Regions from separate parts of the Xenopus tropicalis genome. Here all the other regions are linked to region 1. A link is a contact called in public Hi-C data. All regions are on one chromosome and are shown on one strand. The core of a region is the stretch at or near the end of the contact, and the rest is flanking DNA. Distances in the headings are between cores, read along the strand shown.

Region 1 (3,105 bases), core at 8-2,507:
TGAATATATCAGCTAGCTTTGCCGATAGTTCTACAATACCTAACAACACAACCCAAGATCAAACAGCTGCAGGGATCACTTTCAGACCCCACTTTAAAATTCTGAATGCATGAACTTAGGCAAATCAAAATTTGATATTTTGAATGAATAATACAAATGTCCTTTAGGATACTATTACTTTTTAATTTTTTTTTCTATGTGTTATTTTTCTATACGAAGATTTTTACTATAATTACAGTGAAAGTTTACCTATTTGCTGCAGTTCGTTCTTGGCAATTTAATTCTCACTACCCACTATTTAGGATTCCACAACAAGAAACTTAGGGAAAGTAAATATTTCTTATGAAACTTTCTTAAAACTACTACAAGGCAGCAAAATAAAGTGCAGATGTTTGTTTTTTTGCTGCAGTCTACTTTTTGTACTTTATGATCATGTACTTTATGATCAGGAAGGCTATGGGCTTAAGGAAGGCTGTGGCCAGAAAACCATTATACAATGGAGGCTTACACAAGACTAAACTGTAAACTGGGCCAGCGAACCCAGAGAAGCTAATGAAAAAGGAATAAGAAAGAGAATAAGTATAACAGCTATACATTTATATACTGTTTCCACAAAATGAAAGTGGAGCTATCCCTTTAAAGCTTTACCAGTGGTTTTGTTTGCACTTTGAAACCTAAGCTGTGCTTGACAGACAATATTGTTGTAAAGCTCTGTCAATAAACAGAGGATTTGGAAAATAAAAGATAAACTCTTCTGCTGAAAGAAACTGTTTTCTCTTTGGTGAGATGTATGCACAAGTGTTTATCACAGACTGGTAATCTGCCAGAATTTTATACAGATGAATCATATGAAACATGGCACATTAAATATGCCACTCTGTATCTGAGGGAGTAAGGGAGTAGTACCCCAGCTCTATATTGAAGAGGCTTAAGTGCATGGATGCCATACCTCCTGCTACTGGTAAGGTATTACAATCAATATCAGTTGACAATGCTGTGAGTTGGCAAGCAGTTTAAGGGCCATTCAAGGTACAAACCACTCTAAAAGAAGGGGGGAAAATCTACTAGAGGAACACACAGAGACTTAAGATCTGGTGCTGTAGTGCTGCACTAGTTAAACTGCTTCACTTGCCGCTGTGCTCTGCCATCGTTTGATGAATAGGAATTCATTTGCTAGAAGTGCAACAGAAGACCATTGTTAGGTACAGATTAGAAATGTAAACACTCTGCATTTCCCACAGCTACCGGCTTCACAATTGATTCTGAATGCTGCTTTCAAGACAATAAATTTAGGGAGTCGCTAAAACAGCACTGCAGCAAAGAGCACTACTGCCCTCTAGTGCACAAACAAATAAACACAACTGCTAACAACTGAAAATGTTCTATGGTTATACACTTTAATGCACATAATGGGTAACATTTTTTGAAGAGAAATGTTAAGGAGATTTTAAAACTCTCACTTATGTTTAAAGGTCAAATTTCCCTTGCTAATCCTAATAATAGATATGACAGCATAAGCAATAGCCTCATTATTTAAATAACTGTAATAGTGCGTTATAAAGCAAACACTTTTAATCAACTTATCTAATCGTGTTAGATGCCGTCAAAATAAATCTTGCAGTTTCCTTAAGTGTGGAAGAGCATGATAAAATATTCCTACAGATTGTGTATCCCTGTTGCAAGATTCACGAAGATATAATGGAGTGTAGCTAGCATACATAATATAATTATAAGATGGTGATTAGGTGCCCCTTTTAATACAGCTCAAAGCCTTGTTTGCCCTTGCAGCTTCTGACTGGCATTGCTTCTACAGCCAAGTTTATTATCTACAAGGATTCCAAGGTCCTTCTCCATTATGGATTTGCTTAGTGGAGCCAATACAGAACCCTGAGGGACCCCACTTCTCCAAGCAGAGAATGTACCATTAAAAACCACCCTCTGTACCTGATCCTGTAGCCAGTTTTCTGTCCATGTGCAAACGACTCCACTAAGACCAACAGACCTTAGTTTAGAAAGAAGTCATTTGTGGGGAACGGTATCAAAGGCTTTGGAGAAATCCAAATAGATCACATCTACTGCACCCCCACTGTCCAACTTACTTGCCTTATCATGAAAAAGCTATTCAATTGTCTAAACATGCCTTCATAAAGCCATATTGCGTATTACTTATAATGACATTCTCCAAAGCATAATCTTGAGTGTGATCCCTTAACAAACTTTCAAATAACTTGCCCACCACAAATGTCAAACTTATTGGCCTATACTTGCCAGGCTAAGATCATAATCCTTTTTAAACACTGTAATTACATCAGCTTTTGTACAATCCATAGCCATTATACCTAATGAAATGAAGTCTGAGAAAATCAGAAAAAGAGACCTGGCTAAAATTAAGCTCTCTAAATACTAGAGGGTGTATATAATCAGGCCCTGGTGCCTTGTTCACAATAACTTTAAGTACCTTATCCTGTGTTGAACTGGCTTGAGTGAGCTGAGCCATCTTCTCTATCTGAATCTTAAATAAAATAATTTCCATTATTTAATACATTATTATTTAATGGCAGTATTACTTGCCTAGGGTAAAATTAATGTTTGAGCTTGGGGTAGCCCCACTATTGACAGACGGACACTGCAGTCATTCTCTTCTTTCACTGCCAGAAAAGAGGTTGAAGAGTCTTGGGTAAGTAGGCCACTAAGACACTAAAGCCAGGGAAAATGGGTGCCATATAAAGGCTGGCTACAGAAAGCCCAGTCGTATATGGAGACAAAAAAAAAAAAAAAGAGACAGATAAGGCAGTAAAAACAAGACACTTTAGCTCCATCAAAAGAGGTGGTACAGATCCATTAATGGTGTGGTCATCTATGAATCTCAATAGATTATAAGTGGAAGATGTGCAGGTGAATCGGAGTGCTGGCTTAGCTTGCCCGACTGGTATACAGTTGGGTATAAGGATGGCTAAATAATACAAAGATCTGCACATATGGCAACCTCACTAAGTGAGCAGAAGTTTCTATGACTCATTAAGTTTAAACTTATATTCCTGCTCTTTTCTAATCAATAATTTAAAGAATACAGCACATTCTCTCACTGTGGGCTTCAACAAATCA
Region 2 (3,498 bases), core at 159-2,658, 340 kb before region 1:
TGCTGCAGTCAGATAAATTAAAATAGTCTATTTATTAAAGGTAATTATGTTAAGGCACTCCTTGCTCTTCCACATAGTTGAATTAGGAGCTGTTCAGTCTATCCCACGCTTCTTCTATATCATGCGCATTGTGCCTATTGATGCAATATCGGACTGTGGCATTGGGGGGCCACCAGGGCTGTGAATTAAAGGGCCCTCCTTCCAATGTCTGCCCCCATACTGTGTACCTTTTACCTCCCAAAATAGATCTTAGATGAGCCTTAAAGTGATGTTAACCTCAGGCAACCTAATTTTTTGCACCAAACCTATCTGCAATAGTGTAAACCTCTACAAGCATATTAGAGATCTGTTGGTTTATTTGTATATCATACAGAAGCCAACATTTAATTCTAAATATGCCTTGCTTCTGTTGTGGTGCTAACTATCTAGGTTTTACTGCTAACACAAGGAAAAATATTTTTAAGTAATAATCAATTTATTCAAATCTAAATATGATGTAATAAATAGGGGCATAAATAACAGTGCACATGTAATGTTCTGCCATTGTATAAGTGCATTTATGGGAAATTTAATTTTGCTTCTTTCCAACTGAGATCATTCTTAAAATTCCTCAGGCATATCTCATCTGGGCATGCTACTATTTTGTACTGCCAAGGCGCAATATTGAGCATCTACTCAAAAAACATAAAGGCAAATACTTGTATATGTAAATAGACATATAAGCAATGGCATGTGGCTATTATATCCTGGCTCCTTATGCTGGATTAAGTAATAGGAAAGAAGACAGCCAGTAGCAATACAAACAAAAGGGCTGACATAATTACTGCTAATTATTAGTTATAGGAGCATTATTGCTGCATTTTCCCTTCTCATTGAGAGTTGCCTGATATACATTTGCTATTGGATTACAGTGGACGACACATTTTAACTCGAAACCCTGCAAGAAAGGCAGCGTGCTCATGATAATCACTAACATTACTGAAAGTCAATTTAGTCACTGTCACTTAAGATGATTTTATTGGAACTATTATACCACAAATCACCCAAAGCATATTTAGCTGAGATTCAAATGATCATTCTAATCACAATACCAATTACAGTTTTCAATACTATTATCATAATAGCCCCATTCTTCTTCTGCAGAATGGATTTATTTCCTAGCCAATGTTAGCCGTAGACCCAATGAAAGTGCTGATGTGGGGGACATGTATTTGTTCCAATAATTCCATCCATGCATTAAGGAAAAGAAGGCCAATTAAAGAAAGCACCAATCGGCACAACAATGAAGAAGCTGTGCTGGCTGATCATCTCCACTGGTAGCTGATCTCTCCTCCAACACCAAGCTGAGCCCCATTGTATAGTATATACAGGCGCCACAATAGTCTTTCATTTTCAGTCAGCACTGACTACTCAGTGTTACTCTCTGTGACAATATGTCTCTATTCGCGGGTGGAAGGGCGTTGCTTTGTTACCTACAGAAACAACATAAGTAGGTCAAACACTGTAGCGTTTGTCTTCGGCCTACATTGTGCCTTTGTTGTAAGATTTATTTTATTGACTTCTTCTACAACGTCACTGACAGATGCCTGAGAGCTTAATAGCCCGAACAAACAGCTTTGTTTGCTGAGTTTATTGATTTATTCATGTAGTGTAAAATATTTTACCAAGAAGGTTATATCAACTTATAAGGCATGGTATTTTTATTCAACTTAAATAAACAAAGGAAATGTATTATTTACACTGATAATATATATGTGATATACTATATATAATGGCAAACCTGATGCTTATATATAGTGAATAATGTATCCCCTATCACCGAGGAGTGCCATGGCCATTTAAAAGTACTAGGCCGAAGTTCATATTTTTCAAAAGGGTGTACATTTATTATAAAACAAATACACAAATTTCGGTGAGTCTGTGACAGGAATTACATCACTAAGCACCGATTATAACTAATGACATCACTAAGCACCGTTTAAAAGGATATAATTTACAGGTTATTTGTGGCTCTTGTGTATACATATGGTATAACATGGCGAGTCACAGATGTAAAATATATGGATATTATAAGTGCTTTTATACAGGTCTTAGAACTCCAAACTTACATTGTATCCTTATATTTTATTTTGGGGAAAGTTGTTATTCAGCATAGTTTTTGTGTTTAAAAAAAAAAAAATATATATATATACATATAAATATCCTGTTTTTATAAATGACTTTCAACTACTAAACTATAGCTAGAATTTAAAACCATTTACATTTTTATGTTAAGATACTAATTGCATTCTCTGGGAATCTGTATGCATATTTGACAGCTAGACCTGGAATTCTTGGCCTTGGTGTAAAAAAAAAAGAGATAATCATTTTATATTATAGAGTTAATGAAAGGATAAACATACAACTGAAATTGTTTTGAGAGCTAAATGGATCCAGTGAACCTTCCCAGTTTCAAGGATTTCCTTTCCAGTAGGAAAAAGCCATATAGTGTGTAAGATTTCTCAAGTGTGAGGCCAAGATGTTAAGGTATTTTCTTAAAATATGTAATGTCTCACCATGCTTGTGCTAAACCAGAACGCTCAAATTCCTTAGATCCCAGCACCACTTCCTACTCCAGAGTGCATGAGGGATACGATAGGGGAAGCATGTTGGATTGGAAAGACATCTATGACTCCTCTGAGAATACAGATCCACACGTCGCAGACTCTTTTCATAATCACCAAGACAAAAAGGGTAAGGCCTTGGAAATAATTCTTCTAGATAAACACTGAGAAGTGAACGGGAGGGAGGTATTATTTGTGACCTTGATGCTTTCAGCCTAATGCAATATGTTAAGCAAAGGATGTACCCTCCTTGACCTATACATTAATGCCATCATGGACTAAAAGTCCAAATGTTTGTTTTCCAACACTTATGAAAACCACACAGGAAAAGGTTGTTCACATTAACAATATACAACTCATTATTTACACTGCTGGGAGCTGTAAAATATGTGCTATTTTCAGATTCTTTGCAGTCATACATGTCAATCAGTTAATCACTCCATAGTATAGCCAGGCTAGGTTGGCTGACTGTCAGGATCTTCTGAGGCATGGCCAATGTTCAAGGAGTATTTCACTATAATTTAAAGTCGGGTTATCTTCCATGTGTACGTTTGCTTTTATACACTAGTTGGAGCTGCCATATTATTATCCTTAAAAAGCATTTCATTACGCTTTGCATTAGGGCTACTGCTGTTACTGGGGGCCAATGGAAAATATCTAAGCCTAGTAGCATGGCTACTCATTTTTGTACAAGTAAAAATATCCTCTAGATGTATGTTCTTTCCTCATCATAAACTCTCTGCCCTCACAGTTTATTGGCAGAATGAAAACAAGTAATACTTTTCAAAAGGCTTTAGATTTAGTTAACATTCCCCTTCATTCTGCTTTACCTGCATTCACAGGGGGTGACTTCTGATATATTAGAGTCACGATTAAACCGAGAATGTTTTCTGAG
Region 3 (3,176 bases), core at 166-2,665, 430 kb before region 1:
ATGAATAAAACACGTTGGGAAATGATGTCACTAATTGGTTGGCTCTGTACCACCACTTTCAGGGTCAGTTTCTGCTTGCCATTCTGGTATCAAAGGAGTTAAAGCAATCCAAGCCTGCAGCTGTCTAGATGTGCACGACTAGAGATGCAGGGAGGTGTAGTTCATCAGCAGCTGGAGAGGGGAAGGCTGAGGGGTCTCTTTGCCAGTATGAACAAATGAGGCTTGCTGGTTGTTTTCCTATAGCTGGTCTAGTCTGGCACCTGCTGCTGGCTGAGCAAGACTGTGTGAGCAAGTCATCTATACACAGCTCAGCAGTGACTCCAGGGACTCCCATTCTCTGTGCCAGACCCACCCAGCGCCTGGCAGAGACTGTTCTCTTTCCCCAGCCAGTGTTACCAGACTGATGAAACATCACATGTACAAAACACATGCAGGTGGGCTCCAGTGCAGTTGTAATGCTCCCAAGTTGCAATCAGTTCAGCCCTTCTAATTTTTCCCCTGAATAACTCTTTGGGAACTGGGAACTGTAGACCAACAGGAGAAACTGGGGGAACCAGACTGGACTCCCTAGTAGTAACCCTTTCCCCAGTACAGGGGAAGCACTGCTAAATGAGAATGACTACAGTTTAAATCCAATTAATTTGCAATCAGTGCAGCCCTGCTAATTGCATTTGCTGGTAGCCACCAATTACCAGATGATCTGTAAGGACTGTACAGCCCCTAGAAAAGACTTTTCCTGATGTTAGCAAGTCTTCTGTATTGGCGAATAATTGCCATGATTTGGCTTATGGAAGGGAACAGCAACTACAGAAAGCACTGGGTTAGTCTGGTCCGTTTGCTGAGTGACTGGGGGGGGGGGTAAACAGACACAAAACTGACTCCCATCTATTGTGGGGGATTTACATTATACTAAAGGTTTGTTGTTTGGTGCCATAGGGAGTCGCATTTCAGAGCGATTTCAAAAAGCTGACACCCTATTTCTGTAGCTGTCTGAACAATACGAGGCAGGCTGGTTACTCAGAATTATGAAAATGAATTTCAGAAAGTGGCAGGTGTGGCATCACTCAGCCTGGCTTCATCGTATTACCTGAGGCACATGTGGGCACAATTCTCACTGAACCTGTATCTATTATGCTCCCAGTACCAGATCATGCTCCTAACATATATAGGATATATATAATATATATGGGGAAAGGAACTGGTCCAGCTGAGCAGCACCCCGCTTACACATTATGTACCCCTACACGTACCAAGCGCAGCCTCCTTGTGGTACCAGCGCTCCCCTCAAGTGAGTCAATCCGGTCCGGGATTTCCCTGGCGCACAGGCCAATGCCAGTAGCTGAGGAGTTCGGAGAGGGGGCGGTGCCTGAGAAGCGAGGCTGATCCCAACTATTCTCCAAATACAGTTCAATGAGCAGCAGTCAGTGTGCGGATCGGGCTGTGTTTCCCTGCTGCGAATCCTATAGGAGTTTGGGAGAAACTGCCTAGCGTACCCGGGCATCACTTGGCATAGGGGCAGCAGCCGCAGCAGCATCACCGCTCTGAAATGATCGTTCCTCACTCCAGGTTCTGCTGAAGGGGGTCATTCTCTCTGTTTAACCCTGTGGATTCCTTGTGGGATTTTGCTTTGGAAAGAGAAGGGTTTATCCCAAGTTTTGTGCGATCGCCTTGAGTTGTAGCGCAGCCGTGCGGGACAAGCTGAGTTCCATGAGCAGTGATGAACAAGGCTTGCCTGGGAGAGCTGCTCGCATCCCTCTCATTGGATTACTAATGGGACTTTACATGAGCTAGCCGGGAGTACTGCGCTGCCTGATCCCAAGGTACGGATCTCTGTAAGAGATGGGGGGGTCTGCGCCTGGGTCTCAAGGGGGCTTGGCTGGATCGCACTTCTAGGCATACTCATATTCCCATAGTGTGTGCACTGCTAGGCATACTCATATTCCCATAGTGTGTGCACTGCCAGGCATACTCATATTCCCATAGTGTGTGCACTGCCAGGCATACTCATATTCCCATAATGTGTGCACTGCTAGGCATACTCATATTCCCATAGTGTGTGCACTGCTAGGCATACTCATATTCCCATAGTGTGTGCACTGCCAGGCATACTTATATTCCCATAGTGTGTGCACTGCCAGGCATACTCATTCCCATAGTGTGTGCACTGCCAGGCATACTCATATTCCCATAGTGTGTGCACTGCCAGGCATACTCATGATACCATAGCGTGTGCACTGCCAGGCATACTCATATTCCCATAGTGTGTGCACTGCCAGGCATACTGATAGCATATTATGTGCCCTGTTAGCTACACGGGTCCTGCCAGGGACCAGGGTGCATGGCTAGGGATATGGCTCGAATAGTAAGTGCATAGCTAGGGATACGGATGTCATACTCAATTCACTACTAGGAATTCGGATCGCATACTCAATGCACTACTAGGGATACGGATCGCATACTCAATACACCACTGGGAAATCGGATCGCATACTCAATGCACTACTAGGAATACGGATCGCATACTCAATGCACTACTAGGGATACGGATCGCATACTCAGCGCACTGCTAGGGATCGCATACTTAGCGCACTACAAGGGATATGGATCGCACACTCAATGCATTATTAGGGATACAGACGGCATACTCAGTGCACTACTAGGTATATGAATGGCACAATCCGTGCACAACTAGATTTCATGGTGCCTTTCATTCATGTAATGTGCTCAGAGTTGGCCGTGTGAGTGCAAGGCAGCGATCTCCTACTCTGTGGCAGACAAAGGGTTGTTCCCACGCTGGCTGATGCCAAGCACAAAGGCAAGGGGTGGCCTGGCTGGCTCTTCCCACTCGTATTGGGAGGGAATGGCTCGGAACCAAGCGTGCAAATTGGAGTGTCAGCGCTCCCGTTGTGCGGATAGGGGACAACTCAGGGCGAGGGAGAGAGAGGAGGCGGGTAATGGGCCCCGCACAGCCGCTTGTGATCTCTTCCCGGCCGAGCAGTTAACGCCGCCGGCGCAGCAGCAGCACTAGCAGTATTCTCTCTCCGGCGCTCCGGGCTTAGCGAGACTGAGAGGGTCGCGTAAGGGTCGCTTGGCAAATAACAAAGCCATTTCCTCCCTCTCCCACCCAGAGATCCGGCCACTGTTCCCTGCGCCCCGTGTAACCTGGAAACAGGGTG

Evidence for each region. A called contact is a pair of places that touch in the nucleus more often than the background predicts.
Region 2: a Hi-C map of neurula embryo shows a contact between it and region 1, with 2.2 times the contacts expected there. The contact joins two enhancer-like sites. A contact is called at or near these places in 2 of 5 Hi-C or Micro-C datasets (brain and neurula embryo).
Region 3: a Hi-C map of neurula embryo shows a contact between it and region 1, with 2.0 times the contacts expected there. The contact joins the promoter of sema6a here to the enhancer-like site in region 1. A contact is called at or near these places in 2 of 5 Hi-C or Micro-C datasets (brain and neurula embryo).

Annotation. Positions count from the first base shown.
Region 1 is chr1:171,767,799-171,770,903 of UCB_Xtro_10.0, forward strand. All of the region lies in intron 6 of commd10 (COMM domain containing 10), which reads right to left. Among named protein-coding and RNA genes, the nearest start is that of commd10, 28 kb to the right of the region's middle. Within about 2 kb of position 1,258, at least 2 of the 11 cell types and tissues checked have an H3K27ac peak or open chromatin away from gene starts, as enhancers often do. A contact at or near this core is called in neurula embryo, where this site is marked.
Region 2 is chr1:171,427,058-171,430,555 of UCB_Xtro_10.0, forward strand. The region is part of intron 17 of sema6a (semaphorin-6A); the gene reads left to right. Among named protein-coding and RNA genes, the nearest start is that of sema6a, 89 kb to the left of the region's middle. Within about 2 kb of position 1,409, at least 1 of the 11 cell types and tissues checked has an H3K27ac peak or open chromatin away from gene starts, as enhancers often do. A contact at or near this core is called in neurula embryo, where this site is marked.
Region 3 is chr1:171,338,432-171,341,607 of UCB_Xtro_10.0, forward strand. It overlaps sema6a (semaphorin-6A), which reads left to right and starts at 1,416. Exons shown (of 18, transcript XM_018090712.2): 1 at 1,416-1,820.